Regions from separate parts of the Arachis hypogaea genome. Here region 1 is linked to region 2. Evidence: chromatin contacts called from public Hi-C data. All regions are on one chromosome and are shown on one strand. Each heading gives the region's core, a stretch centred on a gene start, on an enhancer-like site or on the middle of the called end of the contact. The rest is flanking DNA. Distances are from core to core; before and after follow the strand shown. Region 1 holds the start of LOC140173729. Region 2 holds the start of LOC112697143.

Region 1 (5,186 bases), core at 1,796-4,295, 380 kb after region 2:
GCTGAAAACTAGGGTTTTGGTTTAGTTATGTTGGGCCAAGGGCCCACTTTGGATCCGGTTGGCCCGGTTTGGCCCGTTCGGTCCAATCTTGGCCCGAATTTTATAAAATTGGTACCGAAATTCTCGTCTCAATCTCCTCTATCATATTTAGCCACAAAAATCACATTTTGGGCTTTCTAGAATAAATTCTCATTTATAGGCTAATTAGCCGTTAATTAACCGGGTTTTACAGTCTGTGTCTCTAAGGTAGCGTTTGTTTTGAGGTACTGAGACAGAGACTGATAAACTGAGACTTAGTATCGTGTTTGTTAGTTCAGAGACTGGTACTAAAATTTCTGTCTATCTCTAAAATTTTAGTATTTCAGTACTTCCAAAAAGTAGGGACACAAGAGACTGAAATTTTTAGAGATGGAGACTGAAACTTTAATAACATTTTATACCTAAAATACTTTCATTTCAATTAATTAATTCCAATTTTACCCTTTGTGCAAATTAAATTAGAGTTTCATTCTTGTTTCAATTTTTCTCTCCCATTTTGCACCAAACAAAATACTGAGATTTATTTCAATCCCTGTCTCTTAGTCTCTATCTCTCAGTCTCAGTCTTTCCGTCTCTGTCTCTCCACCAAACACCACCTAAGAGTCTTGTTAATCGATTCTAGTGTTGAAAGTTTTGCAATCACTATTAGAAAACTAACTATCAAATGACCTTGTAGATAGCTCAGTTGTTAGTAAAATTTTGTTGATCATCTTTTAAAAAATTTTTTAAATATATCGGTATTTTAATAAATTTTAACTGTTAATTTTAATTATATATATTATATATTTTTTATAATTAAAGTTAACGGTTAAAAATTACTGAAAGATCAATATATTAATACGCTTAAAATTTTTTTTATCCTTCATTGTTAAAATTTGACTAACTTTACCGACGACTTGTGGCCATCGATAATTATTTAACAACAACTGAGTTGTCTATAAAGAATGACTATTTAATTATTTAAAAAATTATAATTATACTATCATTGTTAATATTAATAAATGATAATTTATTTTTTATTTACAAACGACCTAGTCATTAATAATGTCCAATATATTTTATTTTTTATTATGCTTTATTGATCAAAATTTAAAAAATTATAAATATAAATAATTATATTTATTTATCACTAACAAAAAATAATATAAATGGGTGGTCATTAACTAACAAATACAAATACATCATAATATACTTGTCACTAACTAACAAATACATCATAAATACTCCTCATCGAAATGGACGCTCAATGCTGAAAGGTGGTCGTCTAGGTGGAGAGAAGAAGAAATACTTGTATGGTTTGTTGGTTTGGGAAGAGGAATGGACTTGCATTCCACAGGGTATTCAAAAGAAGAATAGAGATTTACAAGGGCGAAACTAGACTAACTATTTAGGGTAGTATTTAATAATTTATTAAAAATATTTTATATTATTATTTCTATTGATAAAATTAAAAAAATAAATATATAATCTCAATTAAAGTAAGATAATAATATAATTGAAAATTATCATTTACAGTTTCATATCATAAAAAGGTTATTTGACGTTTTTTTTTTATTTTCAAAATTGAATTTGTGTCGAAAATAACTGCTAATTCATTTTCTATATAGATGACCAAATTGTTTGCAAAAAATTCATCAGCTATCTTACTTCGGAGTCTTGTCTTAATAATTTTCATTGCTGAAAAAACTCTTTCTGTTTTTCACTGTAGACACTGGTAGAGTCAAAACAAGACGTATTAATCTATCAACCATGTGATAAGTTCTTGATTTTTCCATTTCTTGCAACTTGTTGCACAATTCAAAAAGTGTACTAACGCCTTTTCAAATGATTTGGTATATCATGTTGATAATGTTGCAACTGAGATTTCAAAATATTTAGTTCATTAGAAGAAAAGTCAAGGGGATAAAACTTCTCTGCTAACTTGTTAATTTCTTCAATATTAAATGATTTGAAATTGTCCTTAGGATCCAAAGCACAACTCAAAGTCAAAAGCTCTATTGTTTGCTCATGAAATCTACTATTCAACTCTTGTATTTGAGAGTCAATTGTTGCCAAGAATACGTCTATTCGATAATGATGCTCAACTGTCGCACTTGGTTGACGAGATCGACTTCTTCCAAAAACATATTGTGCACTCATATTAGGGACTTCAATTTCATGCTTTTCACAAAAATATTTAACATTTACAAGAAAATTGCACCATCCACCATCTCTTAATTGTTGAAGAAGTAACTTTGATGTAGAAACAATATGCATTGCATTAAGAATATCTTGAGATTGTTGTTGCAGTGCTTGGCAAAGAACATTAGTGATTCCCATAATCTCTTTCATCAAGTGCAAAGTGAAAACAAATTCAAATGACAATAATATTTTACTAACACCATAAGCCTCACCTCTTTGTGCATAAGTTGTCCCGTCTTCAATGATATTATTGAGAATAATATTGGTAGCAGTAAATATTTTTACCAAACTGCAAATAGAATTAAAGTAGAGCTCCATCGAGTATCCCAACTCTTTGTAAAGTGCTTATTTGATTTGCACCTTTGCCTGTTTCTAATTCATTTTGAGCAACCAAGTTTGCATTTTCAATTGCTTGAACTTCTTGTAATTGATCATGTCTTTTTGAAGAAGCACTAACAATAGTGACAATAAAGTTTAATTGAGTAAAAAATTCATGAATTTGAAGTACCTCTCTTGAAGCTGCCACCAATGCTAATTGTAACCTATGAGCAAAACAATAAACATAATATGCTTGTGGAGAATCTTTAAAAAACAAAGCTTGCAAACCATTCCACTCACCCCGCATGTTGCTAGCACCATCATACCCTTGACCCCTAATATTTTCAACTTGGAGATTATAACGAGAAAGGACAGAAATCAATTCTTTCTTTAAAGTTGTTGCACAAGTTTCAGTGACATGCACAAGATCAAAGAATTTCTCTTTAACAAAACCATCTAGAGTAACAAATCTCAAAACAATGGCCCATTTGCTCCTTTTTAGATTCATCTCTAGCTTCATCAACAATAATACAAAATTTGGCATCTCCAATCTCTTCTCTAATTAAATTTCTCACCTTAGTAGCAAGAATATATAGAATTTCTTTTTGGACATCATTTGAAGTATACTTAGCATTTTTTGGACAAAAAATTCTTTTTCACTCTTTCATTGTAAGATCCCAAAAATTTCAATATTTCTAAAAAGTTACCTTTGTTGCTTGAACTTTGGCTTTCATCATGTCCTCTGTATGCGCAACCTTGAAATGTCAACCATCTAATGCAATTTATAGATGCTTCTAGTCGAATTCGATTCTTTTCAATCTCTTCTGATGTTTGCTTATGAAGAAGTCTGTCGATATGTTGTGATTGTTTCATCAAATATCACATGATTTCAGCGCCTTATGATGGAATGAGTTGGGACCTTTGCCAATGTGATTCAAAAGTGCACATTCTTTTCCACTATTTACTTTCTTCCAATTACTGAAACCATTCTCAATAAAAGCATTTGAATCCGTATTGATTGAAGGTTCCTTAGCAAAAAGAAACCATGAAAAATAATATATAGCATCATCTTCTATATAATATTCTAACCAAGATGGGAACAATTTAAACCATGAAGCTTGAAAATGATGATGACTTTTATGACCAGAAAATGGATAATTATCAAGAATTGGTTGATTTGGCCCAACTTTAATATAATCTCGACGGATTTCATCTCTTTTATTTGGAGGAAACTTCCAAATCATTGGTCGCATTCCTGGATCTCTTTCCAAACGAAAAACATCCAGTTGATTTGGAAGAAGTCGTGGACGCTTTGCGCTATTCAATAGAGAACTTGAAGTAATGAAATTTGATGACCCTTCAAGTATTGGAGTAGTAATAGTAGAAGCATCTTCATTCTCTTGATCTTTTCTTTTAAAAAATGTATCAATGGTTTTGAACTTACTCATAATTCAAATGGCCAAATAAGTTTCCATAATTAAAAATATATTTAGCAAAAAGTGTAAATTATAATCTAAATCTTTATAAAATATAAAAATTATATTTTAATTCAAAATAAGATATTAAAATTCAGAACAATAATACTAACATTATAGTATAAATAATATAAAATTGTAATTAAATAGTTAACTAATAAAAAAAACTAAATATACAAACTAACATATAATAACATAAACTTAATTAACAAATAATAATAAATTAAGTAAATAACTAAATATATAAAAAACATAAAAAAATTAGATAAGACTAACAGAAAAATAATAAAAAAGCATAAAAGAAAATTACAATGCTAGATTAAATACAATTCATTTGTTCTATTTTTGTATGACTATGTCTCTTTATTATTAGTTCAATAATTTTCTTGAAATAAAAAAGAATAAAAATAGAATCTTTTTTGAGAAAGAAGAGTGAAGAATCACTTGTTGAACTACTATATTTTTTTTAATCTGCAAAGAAAAAAAACAAAAGTCAAAGAGGTAAAAGATAAGAAGATTAGAGAGATAAAAAAGAAGAAGAATAGAAAAAGTTGTTATCTGAAATTTTGAAAAGTGAAGATGGAAAGTATACGAACAAGAAGGGGGAGACTGGGAAAGTGTACGAACAAAAAGGGAGGGGGAGCTGGGAAATAAAAAAAAGGGGCGAAGAATGGGTTATTGGGCTGGGTTTTTTGTATGAATTAAAAGGGGGCTGGGAAAGTTACTGCAGTTGTTGAATTAGTATTATTTTATTATGTGTATGATTAATGGAACAGCACTCATAATAGGTTATATAAAGCAGAAGTATGATGGAATGGTGAATGCAAGCATTTTAATTGGGGAAAATTTAATAACAAAAAATGGACATATGGAGAATGATCCACTGCATCAAGGACCAAGAAAAAGTGAGAGAATTAGAACTACAAATACTCGTTTAGAAGGCTATGAGAGGACAGCCTGATGTGGTACTCCTTTCCTCTTGATTTTTCTGTTGTGTCTTTCTTTTTCTCAACTCTTGATTCTCTTTTTAATTTATTTTTTTAATATTCTCTTTAGGTATCCAATACTCATAATTGACTCTATGGCTTGACTTCACAACTATTCTTTTAGTTCTACAATTTCTGTTAATATATTTTTCTTGTTATGTTTTTCTTCCTCTCATTTCTTTTCAAT
Region 2 (4,985 bases), core at 2,352-4,851:
CAAAACTACATTCCATGTACCAAAAAGTATCTTACACTTGTGACCTAACTATTTTACCGACATTCTTCATACTTCATTAATGCAACAAAGCATATAGCACACTGGAATCAGACAATGATCTAGCATTAACACTAGACCATCTCTGATTCATGTAATAAGAATTTAAGATTTCTACATTGGTTATTGACATAGTTCTGCATTGACACTCCCACAACACTGTTTCTACTGTTTTCAAATGTATTCGTGTTTAACAAGTTAATGAAGTCTCAACTACAATACAATTTACAATAAAGAAATTGCAAATTATTCTAACTAATAAGACATACAGATACATGCTTCTAAATTGATTGGCATTTCAAGGTATTTATAACCAAACTCTCGGTAGAATAGTTGAAAGACTAACTAATCAAGGTTTGACCATCCAATTGTAGTTGAATTGTGATTGAACAACATTGAAAATAAATATATATGTTACTGGTTGTATTTAAATGTGATTGTGAATATAAATATAAATATATAATTATATGTATAAATACTTTATTTTTTTATACTACTTGAAAAGTTGTCAAAGAACCATCACAGTTTTGCACCCCACTAATCATAGACTGTCATTTTCCTTTAACATGTTACGTTGGCAGACTCGCACTTTTCTATATCTTCGTCTTAATAGATCCACAGCTAACTTAACTCTAGAACAGGCTCAACAGATTGTACATTCGACCATACTGTAGACCATGGATGAGGCATTGCCTTTGTTAGTTGTGCTGTTATGCCTCCTTCCCATCATATCATATTCTTGTATAAAAACAATGGACAACAGCAACAGTGCGAACCACCAGTTAGAATGGTTGGTTTTTTATCTATTTGCACGAATGTGATTGGTTTGAGACTTTGAGTGATGACTATTTTAGTATAAGCACTCGCGCATTATCTTTAAATATTTGCATGTATTAAGTTATGTACAGATAGCCACATTTTCTATTAATATTTTCTAACTAATGTCAATAATAACTAAAACAGAAGGGCAATGAATTAAAAGGCAAGTGAAAACATGAACGCAATTTTATGCATTAATCAAGTACTGTTAGCACAAAAAAAAAAAAAAAATACATGTGAACATACCTCAACAGTTCTTAGTTCATTAAGAAGAGACTCTGATGGGTTTGTTATTGTCAGTACTATGTGAGCTCGCTGGGGAACAAAAACGGATAGAATCACAATAATCATTTTGCATACATTATGGTTAAAGAAGACCAAAGAAATCAGAAGATTGCACCCATAGAAAGGCTCACATAGCTATCAAGAAGTTTTTGAAGTTCCAGCTGTGCACTTCCAAGCATCTCCAAAACTTTACCTGCATACATATTATAACAGATGTAGCAAAAACTATATATGATTTAAATCAACTAGCAATGCCTTATGCATTTTTTCAGAATAGGACGGCCATGACATGTTTACTCACTCACCGCTTTCTTCAGAATCATCTAATGAAGTTTTCTCCAAAAGACAATTGCCCATTTCCCGTAGTGACTCTGCAAATTCTGAAACAAGATCCACAAAACGAACCCGGAAAAAAAAAAATTTCAATACTTACATATAATCAAGGCAATGGAACTGTTCCGAAGAGAGGAGAGGGAAACTAAACAGATTTAAATTGTTTTTCCAATGTTAAGCAAAGATTTTATAGCGTAACAAGAAAAAGGGAAAGGATCCTTAAAAGTGAGGACAGTTGTTTTTCAGTAAGAAATGAAGGGCGGCTAATCAACTTTGGATCATTTTGGTGGAACCCATACACAATGAAAGTTATTGATCGAAAGGTGATCGGTCCATCAATTTCGTGCTTTAAAACTACCCTCACTTTAGATAGTGATCCAAACCTAAGATCCTGTTGCACTAATGCACATTATCAACAGTGAAGAAGGCCAATCAGGCCAATACTATGGAGTATGACAAATAAAAAATGCCTGAAAAGCACACTGGTTGGTATCTTCAATTTTCTTATATATATATATATATATATATATATATAGAGAGAGAGAGAGAGAGAGAGAGAGAGAGAGAAAATCAATACGAGCAACAAAGAAAAAATAAATGCAGATCTAGCTGCATGAATTCTAAGACATTACGTGTGAAGAATGAAGAAAACAAGCAGATCAATCAACCATATCCAAAGATTAACATTTACCGTAAGCACTGTTTTCTGTCGCAGCCGCAGCCGCGAGTAGGCTGTCATAGCAATCTCTCATCTCTTGCATTTCCTGTGAAACAGGGAAAACAAACACTTAACTTCACTAGTGGAAGAGAAACGCAAGGGAGCAATCACGGCATCCTTTTCAGTTTTCACCATGAAGATGAAATAATTTCACTTATACTATAGCACCCTTTTCAGTTTTGACCATCCCCCTCCCCCAAAAAAAAAAAAAAAAAAAAACACATCAAGCTGCAAAATTTCACATTGTAGTCCATAAATACAATCAAGTTCATTAGAAGGGCACGGGAGTATGGACTAATTCTCCCCCCCCCCCCCCCCGGGGGGCGCCAACCCCCCTCCTCTCTAAAACAAAATTTATAAACATCACTGCCAAGAAGGTCCACAACTAAACCTAATTTACTTTCTTCAAAGGAATTTATCGAAAGCATAATAAATTAATAATAATATTCAGGAAACACAGAACAGAACAGAGTCCACGAGGATGTGTACTTTTATTTTACCACTCATGATTTAAGGAGCACAAGAGCAACACGCATAAGTGCATTAAAAATAATAATAAAAGTAAAAAGACAACTTCGAACCCGCAAAATTCTTAAATCGAAAATAAAAAATAAACTGAATCAAACATAGCAGTATGAATCAAACACAGTATATTATGAATGGTGCAGAGAAAAAGAAAAAACCATGAAGAAGAGAGAAAGAGAAAGAAGTAGGCGAAGTACCTTGGAAGCGAGAGCAAGCTCATCGAACTTAACGGAAGGTGGAAAGTCCCTCTTGTCCTTCCCAACGCTCTTGTTAAGTGCCAATTTCCTCAGCTTGTTGAGTGAGGACTTCATCTTTCCACCACCCACCCAAAACGACGCTCACCACCGCGCAAAACGGCAACGCCAGCAGCGCCAAAAAATAAATTGTAGAAACGACAAGACAAAAGAAGAAGAAGAATCGACGGAGGCGTTTAGGTTTTTCTCTTCAGTTGCGAATCACGAGTGTGGGGAGAATCTGAGATTGCGAATCGGAATCAGGGAAGATGGAAGTGCGGAAATGAATTCCGGGGCGTCTACGACGTTGAAGAAGGTTGCGGGTCAAAACGACCTCGACGCAGATCACACGAGACTGAGAGAGAAGAGAGAGAAAGAGAGATGGGAAATTGCGAAATTTGGAAACGGTAAAATGACGGAATTATACGGAGTTTGGGGAATCAACCCCCCAACGTCATACCCTCCCAAAATGCCCAGAACATCCCACACGCTTTTGCCCCCTTAACACGTGTGGGTGGGGGTGATTTCGTAATTTTCCACTGTTGTGAGATTCTATCATCTTACTAGTATTCAACTATTGCTCCGGCACGGGCGCATGGCGGCACTAAGCCACTAACCCTCACTGCAGTCAGGAATTGACATGCTTAACACTATTTTCATTTTATAATGTTTTTTAAAGAACAAATTCAAACATTTTGAGTTTGTTGTCATTTACAAAACAACAATTCTCTAGGAAACTAACATTATTCAGCCAATAATTCAGGCCCCAAGTATTGAGATGGTAAAAAAAGTTTAATAAAACAAAAATAAAATCACGTTTTTTTAAATTATTGAATGAGTAGAAAATTAAAATTAAATTGATATAAAAATCTTTTAATTTAATCTGTTACAAAATAAATAAGTTATTTACCAACTATTACTAAAATAGTAAGAAGTGTCTTATTCTAGTGGGCTATGCCACTGCTCTCTACTCTCTAGCCTCACGACTTGTGTTCAGCTCCTATTGCATTCATCAGCTCAAATGAGGTGTACATGCACCATAGTACAAGTTTTTGCTAACAAATATGAATCAGCTACATCTAAAATAAGAAAACATTGCAACAATTAATATAAAAATACGAAAAATTAGCTGTAAGTATATATATATATATATATATATATATATATATATATATATGTATGTATAGTAATAAGAACCAAACCAGTGATTAAACCGATCAAATTATTAGTTTATTAGTTTATTGGTCAACCGATAATTTACTAGTTAAATCGATAAAACCGGTCATATGTAAATAAAAAATATAAAATAGTCAAAAATTTTAAAATACACATCTTCACTAATATTTTAAGAACAACTAAGTCTCAAATTTTAAAGACAACTAATACAAATATAGACATAAAATTAGTTAGTACTACTACAATAATATTTTAATTTGACACAATAAGAATATCAAAACAGATAAATTTAATCACAATACTAACATTAAAATAGATAAAGATTAATAAACTTTTAGTAAAGTTTATATTTCTATTAATAATGATACATAATTAAAAATATCATTAATTCGAAAAATAGAGAATACAAAATTAAAATTAAATTAGATATTTATATAATTATTTAATTCAAAGATTTACTATATAATTAATGTTTGTCACATATAACAATGAGAAGCATGTTGACAGAATGGCATTGAAGGAGGATTGCACTCAAGAGGTTCTTTGTTCAAACTCTGCCTCTGGCACACTGGAGGACCACAAGATGCACTAGATCACAGGTAGAGATGCGGTGTTACGGAGCACCATAGAGTCCACTGTTACCGAACCAATTTTTATCAAATTTAACTGGTTTTCTCCAGTTCATGTCAGTTTCCATCCTTAAATTGTCCAAAGAACGAACTAAACCAATTCATGGTCCAGTTCACCGATTTTTCGGTCGAACTGGCCGGTCCGATTTAGTTTTTACAACTATATATATATATATATATATTGTGTTTTTATGCATTTTTCTAACAATA

The links. Hi-C and Micro-C count contacts between places; a contact is called where the count stands out from the background.
Region 1: a contact with region 2 is called in a Hi-C map of leaf, with 1.7 times the contacts expected there. The contact joins the promoter of LOC140173729 here to the promoter of LOC112697143 in region 2. A contact is called at or near these places in 2 of 8 Hi-C or Micro-C datasets (both in leaf).

What each region holds. Positions count from the first base shown.
Region 1 is chr6:100,765,219-100,770,404 of arahy.Tifrunner.gnm2.J5K5, forward strand. It overlaps LOC140173729, which reads right to left and starts at 3,046. Exons shown (of 1, transcript XM_072198278.1): 1 at 2,522-3,046. The coding sequence starts at 3,046. The coding sequence ends at 2,522.
Region 2 is chr6:100,389,009-100,393,993 of arahy.Tifrunner.gnm2.J5K5, forward strand. LOC112697143 reads right to left here and starts at 3,602. Exons shown (of 12, transcript XR_011862536.1): 1 at 2,935-3,602; 2 at 2,186-2,258; 3 at 1,467-1,541; 4 at 1,293-1,354; 5 at 1,123-1,191.